Linked DNA regions of Ovis aries: region 1 is linked to region 2. Evidence: chromatin contacts called from public Hi-C data. All regions are on one chromosome and are shown on one strand. The core of a region is the stretch at or near the end of the contact, and the rest is flanking DNA. Distances in the headings are between cores, read along the strand shown.

Region 1 (5,249 bases), core at 605-3,104, 260 kb after region 2:
CAATAACCTCAGATACACAGATGATACCACCCTTATGGCAGAAAGTGAAGAAGAACTAAAGAGCTTCTTGATGAAAGTGAAAGAGGAGAGTGAAAAAGTTGGCTTACAGTTCAACATTCAGAAAACTAAGATCATGCCATCCAGTCCCATCACTTCATGGCAAATAGACGGGGAAACGTGGAAACAGTGGCTGACTTTATTTTTCTGGGCTCCAAAATCACTGCAGATGATGACTGCAGCCATGAAATTAAAAGACGCTTACTCCTTGGAAGGAAAGTTATGACCAACCTAGACAGCATATTAAAAAGAAGAGACAGTCAATGTATGGCAAAACCAATACAATATTGTAAAGTAATTAGCCTCCAAAAAATAAATAAATAAATTTTAAAAATAAAAAGAAGAGACATTACTTAGCCAACATAGGTCCGTCTAGTCAAGGCTATGGTTTTTCTAGTAGTTATGTATGGATGTGAGAGTTCGACTATAAAGAAAGCTGAGTGAAGAAGAATTGATGCTTTTGAACTGTGGTGTTGGAGAAGACTCTTTAGAGTCCCTTGGACTGCAAGGAGATCCAACCAGTCCATCCTAAAGGAGATCAATCCTGGGTGTTCATTGTAGGGGCTGATGTTGAAGCTGAAACTCCAGTACTTTGGCCACCTGATGCGGAGAGCTGACTCATTTGAAAAAACCGTGATGCTGGGAAAGATTGAGGGCAGGAGGAGAAGGGGACGACAGAGGATGAGATGGTTGGATGGCATCGCCAACACGATGGACATGGATTTGGGTGGACTCCGGGAGTTGGTGATGGACAGGAAGGCCTGGCGTGCTGTGGTTCACGGGGTCGCAGAGTTGGACACAACTGAGCGACTGAACTGAACTGATTTTGAATTACAAAACTGTATAATTGTTCCCCCAAAAAAGGTTGTACGCCAGTTCATACTCCCAATAAAATGTCTTTGACATTGCCTTTTGCCCCATAACCTTGCTGATACCAAGTCTACAGATCTTTATCATTTGCCAATTTGAAAGGGAAAAAACCAGGTATCATGTATTGATTGCTTCTCTCATGCTGACCTTCAGCTCAAGGCTTTATATATCTTTTTCCATTTGATCTCTGCTTTAACTCTGTGATATAGGTACTACTGGGCTTCCCATATGGCACTCGTGGGAAAGAACTCACCACCAGTCAGTGCAGGAGACAGAAGAGATGGGGGTTCAATCCCTGGGTCGTGAAGATCCCCTGGAGGAGGGCATGGCAACCCACTCCAGTATTTTTGCCTGAAGAATCACATGGACAGAGGAGCCTGGCAGGCTATGGTCCATAGGGTCGCACAGAGCTGGACAGGACTGGAGTGACTTGGCATGCATGCAGGTGGGTGCTATTATCATTCCATTTTGTACCCCAATTATAAAAACAAGACCTGATCAAGATTCCATAATATAGTAGCAGATGGGGTAGTCTCAGTAAGTCTGACTTAAGAATCTGAGCTGTTAATGACTGGTGAGATTGAGTCTACCTCATGTGGCCAAATAGGTCCATAATATTTCTTTCTCTCCGAATTGCATCTTCACATCCTTTCCTTCTGTGCTGGATGTCTTCTGTTCGTCACTCTTCCCCTTTCTCCACTCTGCTATCACCCTAGAAATTTGACCTCCCTGGGTTTCATGGCCCAGTGCCCTCCAGCTCCCTGCTGGATTTAGCCAGTGGAGAGGCAGGCAGGAGAGTGGAGGTGGAAAGAGCCTAAACTCAAAGTATTTACTCCCTTGTCTCCCTCCTGGGAGGTTGCATCTGACTGGTTGTGTCTTCAAAACAAAGTTCGTTGCTCTTCTAACCTGACCCTCTCTCACTCTGGGCTCCTGTGACCTTTCCCTCTTTGACCTTTCACACAGAAAAGAGGTATCTGGTTGACTTCAGATAGCTCCAAGTGACTGCACTCGTTTTTCCTTTCACTCATAACTGTACAGACAGTCCTTTGGAAATGAACCCTCTTCCCTTTATCCTAATTTGCATGTGCCATCGTTTTCAGTTCTCTATTATGTTGTCTTTTCTCACTGAATGTAGGTTATTTCCCTATGTTGAGGTCATAACCCTTTGCTTATCACTTGGTATAGCTGTCCCAGCTTGTTGTTTCTTGTGCATGCATGCTGAGTCTCTCACTCATGTCTGACTCTTTGCGACCTCATGGACTGCAGCTTGCCAGGCTCCTCTGTCCATGGAATTTTCCAGGCAAGAATGTTGGAGTGGGTTGCCATTTCCTGCTCCAGGGGATCTTCGGACTCAGGGATTGAACCAGCATCTGTTGCGTCTCCTGCGTTGGCAGGCAGATTTGTTACCACTGTGCCACCTGGGAAGCCCTGTTGCTTCTTAGTTTTCTTTAATATAGTTTTTGGGTAAAGTATATCCTCACTCAAAGCTCCACTCTAAAAAATGTGTGCTTAACCTTAACAAATCCGTTGCAACTTGCTTCCTATCTTTGGGGTGGAATAAAATGTCTACAACCTGATCCATCTGTGGCCCAAATATCATCTTCCCCTCCTTAAAAATGCACGCTTTCTTTCAGAAGCATTTGAAAAGGTTTTATCCTGTGCTCCACCTGAGCAGCCTGTCAGGAGCTGTACTCCAATGCCATGTGCTTTCCTCTCCTCCCAGCTTTGCTGATTACTGATTACTCTATCAGGGAATCTCATAGTTCAGTACAGATGATAAGACTGTGCTTTGGGGGCAGGAGAGAAGTGGAGGATGGATTTCCATTAAGATGAAGGACATTATAATACAAGATGGTGGGGAAGGGGGTTAAAACTGAGGGTAAAGTGTGGTTTTTCCAGAAGTGCACTTAGGAAGTTAAATTATTCATGGAGTGTCTCATGGACAAGCTTGCTCTCTAATATCACTCCTTATCTTTATATCTTTCTTCTAGTCTTCTAACCTTTTCTCCATGTATTCCTTGCCTCTCTTCTCAAAGAAAAACCTGCTCAGCTATCCACAGTGTCAATCTTCCCCCAGAATTCTTTCCCTCCTTCCACCAGCGAATTGTCCTCAGCATACTGAAGGGAAAGTGGGGCCCTAGCAGCATACACTGAAGGAGCACTCTATCACCTGTGCCAGCTCTGAAGAGCTGTGGGGGTGGGGAGTTCAACACCCCAACCACACATAGGAATCTGGGGTGGGCAGCCAAGCCCAGCCTCCTTTGAGGTGGCCCAGGCAGAATATGCTGCAGATCCAGCTTCACTTCTTTGCATTGAGTGTGTTCATCTCTTTCTTTAATCTCCTGTTATCAAATTATGTCCTCTTGGGCTTCACGAATAAGAAGTGGGCTCTACATGACTGAGCGACTAAGCACACACACACCTTGATGCTTATCTTGGGGAAAAGGAGGGAGGGAGAAGATGGGGAGGGGAGTGGAAAGAGAGAGGAACATTTCATTCTGTACCTTTAAAAGACGGAAGAAGCAACAGTCCGTATCTAATAGCTATTGCTGCAACAGTGGAACATGACACTTTGGAAGTAAGCTCCCTCTCCTTGGGAGGGTGGACTTAGAGGGATGCCATCATAGAAAGATGACATAGAAAAGATTCCTGTCTTTTGGGGAGAAAACACAAAGTCTTTTTCATCATGTGGCCTTTAAATCAGCTCTATACTATTTAAGATATAAGTGTGAAGTCCAAGTTGGACTTAACTAACTGATAAGGAGGAAAAAATGTTAAGGGTAAGGAGGTCAAGGGTCAGGGGTGGGTAAGACATACAAACAGGTTGTGTCACACTGTTGAAGGGAGAATCTGGGGTGTGTGTGTGTGTGTGTGTGTGTGTGGGTGTGGGTGTGGGTGTGTGTTGCTCGAAGCTAGAACCTGATAGGCTGGGCTAGGCAAAAAGATTCATGGACTGGTGGCGAGAGGGAAGAGACGCCTTCCTGGATGAGGGCCAAAGAGTAAAGTCCTCAGGTAATCCAGGGAAACCATGCCCATGTGTGCTTTGTGGACACTCTGGAAAGGGAGATGACTGCAGTACCAGGGCACACAGGGTCAGCACACAGATGGAGGTCAAAGAGGGATAAAATATTAGGCTGCAAAAATTATCTCAAGTAAGAGCAGGCAGCGGGGCTGGATGCAGGCAGTGAATTTTTAAAATCAGCTTTATTGAGGTATAATTTGAGTACAATAAAAGTCACCCTGGAGGAAGAATGAATGGGGAGTTATTGCTTAATTCTTTTTAGAGAAAAGAAATAGTTTTGGAAATATATTGTGATGATGGTTGTGCAACTCTGTGAATATAAATAATGCCAATAAACTGTACACTTAAAGGGTGAAAGGGCAAGCTTATGCTATATATTTTACCACAGTAAAAAAAAAGTCACTAATTTTAAGTATACAAGTTGATAAGTTTTGACAAAGGTACACAGTCTTAATCAAACCACCATCTATTTCAAAAAACAGAAAATTTCTTTGTGCTTCTTAGGAGTCAACCCCCTTCCCTTATGGCAAACATCATCTACTTTTTGTCACTGTAAGTCTGCCTTTTCTGAAATTTCCTATAAATGTAATCATAAAGTATGTAGTTCTTTTTTGTCTTGCTTCCTTCATTTAACATAATGATTTAGAACAAACAGAACACTGCAAAAATGTGATGTCATTTCTAAGATGTGTGAATCAGTAGTTTCCTTCTTTTTTATTGTCGACGGGTGTTTCACTGCATGGATGTTCCACAATTTGCTTATCAATTTCCCAGCGGACAAACATTTGGGTTGTTTGTTGAGTTGTTTTAAATGACAGCTTGGATTAAAGCCTAAGCTCCTGACGATAGAAGTGTCACTACCACAAAAGGATGAGGTGCAAATGCTAACTACCTGTGGTTATGAATCAAGGTCAATGAACAAATCCTTTGTGTTTCTTTTGACAGTGTGACATCTCGGACCATGGCCTTCAAATGATTGCCCAATCTCAGATTTTCCAGTGCCCTAGTTCGCAGATTTTATTCTATGAGGCATGCTCCACTTGGGGATCTCTGCAGCTGGGGGTCTATGTGACAGGCTCTAAGAACACTGTGCAAAGACATTCTCTTGTTGACTGTCTACATTACTTCTCTAGGAGGTGAGTGGAGATCCAAAGAGAAGTGAACCAGTAAAACTTTACACCATATTATATTGACATAATAAAATTTATTGTGTACAATATGCTATATAATTATATCACTTACCTACATACCTCATGCTCTTCTTCTTACATAAGAGAAAATTTCACTATATATTCACAAA
Region 2 (4,754 bases), core at 2,139-4,638:
GAGATCCCTTCCTCTGGTGCTTTCAAACCACTATGGAGATTTTAAAAGACAACTATACTCAAGTTCCACTCCAAACAATGAAGTCAGATTCTCAAGAGGCAGGACCAAAGCATCAGTATTTTGTCAAACGCCCACACCCAGGTTGTCCTAGGTTATAGAGAAGAATGTAGGTGAGCAGAGGTGAATGGTGAGAGGTGTGTACTAAAAAGGCAGGTGGCAACCAGGTCAGTTGCTCTGCTGGGTTTGCAGGGTGATTGGCCAACTGAGAGGTTTCATGGGATGCAGGGCTTTCCATGCTAAAGTCAGGAGTTTTCCTGGCAAAATTCTAAAAAGCCACAAGAAACCACTGTGGGGCTCTAAGCAGAGGTCTGACATATGAGATTAGATCATGTTTCTCAAAGTACACTGGTGGTGGGAAGGGGAAGCTGGAAGCCTGGTTAGAAGGCTGTTGATGTAACACAGGCTTAAAGGAGCACATTAACTCTCCCACAGAGCCTCGTGAGTGGCCTGGAACCCTAGTTTTATTGAGGAGGAGACCTGATAGAGGTCACATAGCTAGATGGTGGCAGAGTCTGGATTCCCATTTTTCAACTCTAGGTCCAGACTTCTTCCCACACCAGGAGCCACTGGTACAGCCCAATCTACAGGCTTCCATGCGCTACGATTGTCTCATAAAGTAAGAGAGCATGCTTGGATGGGGGAGGGTTAGGAGGAGAATGGATACACATATATGTATGGCTGAGTCCCTTTGCTGTTCACCTGAAACTGTCACAACATTGTTAATCACCTATGTGTGTGTTAGTCGCTCAGTCATGTCTGACTCTTTGTGAACCTATGGACTGTAATCCACCAGATTCTTCTGTCCATGGGATTCTCCAGGCAAGAATAGTGGAGTGGGTTGCCATCCCCTTCTCCAGAGGATCTTCCTGACCCAGGGATTGAACCCAGGTCTCCTGCATTGCAGGCAGATTCTTTACCATCTGAGCTACAGGGATAACCCAATACAAAATAAAAAGATAAAAAGAAAATAGAGCATAGCTATTACTTATCTATTTTAAAATAATAATATCTCCCTTTAAAAAAAAATCAGTTTGTCAAGTTTAGGACTGCACATATAGAGTTTTAGTATTGACAAATAGATTGAACTTGAAATTAAACTTCCAAAATAAAAAAGAATATTATTGGGGAGATGGGAATTCTTTGCAGTGTCTTGTAGCTGTGACACACACACAGAGAATAGTCTATCAATTCCCTCATAGCATCACAAGGCACTTGGACAGAGGAGTCATAGAGGTCTTATGGTCTGATGTCTTTGCTTTACTGATGAGGCAACTGGTATCCGATGGGCAAAGGTCCTTGTCTAAGGTCAATATGGGTCAGAAGCAGAATATGGATCCATGTCTTCAACTGTTAAGCCTGAAGGGTGGTGCTGGTCCTTCACATTCCTCTAAGAGCAGCCGCAAAGTGGGAGAACAGAATTCCTGAGCAAGATCTCTTGCTTCTGGTCAATAGAGCAGCACTGTCCAGCAGCACTTTCCACCACAATGGAAACGTTCTACTTCTGCCCTGTCCAACATGGTAGCCAGGAAGCACACATTGCTATTTTGCACTTGAAATGAAGCTAATGCATCTGAGGCACTGGCCTTTTCACTTTATTTAAATTTAAATAGTCACATGTGACTGCTGGTTACTGTATTGTTAGCACAGCTCTAAAGATAGTAAATTTCCGGAGGTCAGGGGCCATGTCTTGTTTACTAAGTCTCTGTAACAGTATTTCCTCATGAAAGGGGCTTAATAAGTGTATACTGAATTGAGTTAAATTTAGAAGTCCCAAATGCTGCAAGAAATATAACCTTACTACTGTGAGTTTTGAACATAATCCTATGCACCTGAAATCAGATGATAAACTGGGAGAAATTAGTGAAAGGTGAATTTTTGGTATAATGTTAACAAGAGTATAACTCTCATTAAAGCAAAAAAAAAAAAAACAATAAAAACAAAAACATTTTAATAACATGACTTTCTGAGCAATCTAACCCATGCTCTTTGAATTCTCCTTTCATGTCTTAAAGGGAAATCTATAGTAGAGTAGAGTAGTGCTGGTTTTTCAGTGAAATTGTTCAGTCCTGCCATGACCTGGGCTCCATTCTGGCTGTTTTATCAGGCAGCTGATTCGCAGTCATGTTTCCTGCTGTGTCTCTCTAGATTGGTACTCTGATACTCTCTGGAAAAACAAAACCTAAATGGTTCTCACTCATTTTTACTCTGAAACATTTGACCCATTTTCAAACTTAAATTATCATCTCTAGAAAGATGGTACAGGGTAGTGTTTGAATGCCATCCCTACTTTGCTATTTGCTAACCATGTGGCCTCTCTTTCTCTATTTGCAAAATGGAGATGTGCCTACCTTATAGGTATGTTCTAAGGATCACATGAGTGTGTTTGGGAAGGGCCAACCACTGCCTTCTGGTAAGAATAACAGTTGATGCTTAATGAAGGCTTACTATGTACCCAAAACTGGTCCAAGGGCTTTGCTTGTATTAACCCCTCAAATCCTCCCAACCACTTTATGATGATCACTCCAAGCTCTCTTATGAGGCAAACAAGTAAACTTCCTCCGGAAAGAACCTGTGTTTTAACTATGTAGGATCCTAAGAGTGAGTGACTGTTAGTTGTTCAATCGTGCCCGACTCTGTGTGACCCCATGGCTGTAGCCCACCAGGCTACTCTGTCCATGGGATTCTCCAGGCAAGAATATTGGAGTTGGTTGCCATTCCATTCTCCAGGGGATCTTTCTGACCCAGGAATCGAATCCAGGTCTCCTGCATTATAGGCAGATTCTTTACTGTCTGAGCCACCAGGGAATACTAAACTATTTCACAAATAATGAGGACTTGATCAATACAATTTTAATCACTGTTTTGGCAAAATATCTTCAAAGTTAAAAGAGTCTAGTGGCATTTAAGCCCAGCCATTTATAATAGCTGTTTGTCCTGGAAAGAAGACAGTTATTTTAAAAAAACAATATGGCTGGGAACACAATCCATCCCATACTTATCTGCAGCACCCCATCTGGTTAGAAGTATGCTATGGACAGAAGCCAAAGCTTCCACCTGGGCAATAGGGGTGGCGGTGGGATGGATCCTAAGCCACTGGTGTTCACTAGCTTGCTCATTGGCCATTAGTTGAAAGTCAGACAACTCTATCCAGAGGAAGGTCTTATGAAACTAATCCAGAGGTCAAGGCAGAGCAGCTGTGGAAGCTGGTTTGGACATGAGTCAGAGGTCCCTAGGTCATACCCCGAGGTATGATTCATAATGTATCCTTGCATTCTCATGGGGAGGCCACCTGCCTCACAGCAAGTGACCTCATTCCCTACTGGTACTTACTCTGGGTTCCTGAAGTTAAGATCTTGACTAATGAACATGTATACTCATGTGAGTAGGTGCATGAGTGTGTTTGGGAAGCAATGGTGAATGACTACACCCTTAACCACGGTCATAAATTTTGACACATCTGGTCTGGTCTGGTTGGCTTGTAAGTTAAAACATAATAGATTCCAATGAGACTGAAGCCACAGAGTCTGTTTATAAAAGCTCTTTGGTTCTAAACAGAGAGAAACAGTGTGATCATGGATGTTGGGAAGAATATTGTAGGTAGATAAGAACTGGCTAGTGAGAGAGGCTCAGCAGAAAGATAGCATCATGACTAGGAAAAAATTCAAAGGGCATCTTCACTAATTAAAAAGACAGTATCTCCAGGGTCTCATGGCTATAGTCTAGACAAATTTTACAACCAGAGTTGAGAATCTCAAAGAGAATTTTTAGAATGCCCTGTGATAGCCAAGGGCAGTAAAGCAAGAGAAGAGGTTTCCTTGTCTCATTCAGTTTCCAACTGCTGTGGCCAAAATCTGGGTGGCAGGGTCATTGCCATTTGAAGTCTACACAATCCCTACCATTCCTTGTTGGTTGTTTTGCTGATTCTCAGCAGGAAGCAGAGTTCACCCTGCCGGAAGAGGTGTGGCCCTCTCCAGGGCAGACAGCTGTGTTCAGGACCTCTGGAGAATGCAGTCATTTGTTTATACAGCTAAGTCAAACACCACCTTGGGAAAAGAAGCTGCAGTAGCAGCCGGCTTCCTTCTTCTACCGTGACCCCTCCAATGCTAATTCAAACACATTAAGTAATAAATAAATTAAATTATCTCTCAAGTGGAAAACTATATCCAGTAGAGGCAAAGAAAGAAAGAATCATTCTCTTGGCTTGAACTTGATAATCAAAGGGGACTGGTACTCTGTGCTGACCTTTTTTGACTAACATGTTCAGGACGTGTGAGGGATAAATCTTCAGGGATAAGAAAAGCACTGCACCCTTAGAGATGCTGGCTCTACAGCCTTGTCTCTTACATCTTTAACTTCCACACTCAGGCCGAGAACAAAGTGGCTGATGAATGCCTCAAGTGGTCCTGCTGGTGTTAATGTAGATACCTGGGGTTCCTTTTGAAAAATGCCAGTGGATGTGGGCAAACATCCCAGAATGAATTTCCTGGCAGATCTAAACCTTAACACTCAAGATTTGTTTCTCCCCACATGGAAAAAGCCACTGGATAAAATAGCTTTGGGCTGTTTGTGTTGGTTGGGATGGTGAAGTACAGGCCAAAGGCGCTGCAATAAATTTTATCTAACACACTGGGCACCATGAACAGACCTCTGAAATGTTCAACTGTAAGAAGTGCGGAAATGCACCATGACTGGAA

The links. Hi-C and Micro-C count contacts between places; a contact is called where the count stands out from the background.
Region 1: a Hi-C map of mixed tissues shows a contact between it and region 2, with 3 times the contacts expected there. The contact joins two enhancer-like sites. A contact is called at or near these places in 11 of 16 Hi-C or Micro-C datasets (blood, liver, mixed tissues and 4 more).

Annotation. Positions count from the first base shown.
Region 1 is chr1:71,471,512-71,476,760 of ARS-UI_Ramb_v3.0, forward strand. No RefSeq gene overlaps it. Among named protein-coding and RNA genes, the nearest start is that of ABCD3, 66 kb to the right of the region's middle. Within about 2 kb of position 1,855, at least 6 of the 54 cell types and tissues checked have an H3K27ac peak or open chromatin away from gene starts, as enhancers often do.
Region 2 is chr1:71,205,228-71,209,981 of ARS-UI_Ramb_v3.0, forward strand. All of the region lies in intron 11 of ABCA4 (ATP binding cassette subfamily A member 4), which reads right to left. Among named protein-coding and RNA genes, the nearest start is that of ABCA4, 56 kb to the right of the region's middle. Within about 2 kb of position 3,389, at least 16 of the 54 cell types and tissues checked have an H3K27ac peak or open chromatin away from gene starts, as enhancers often do.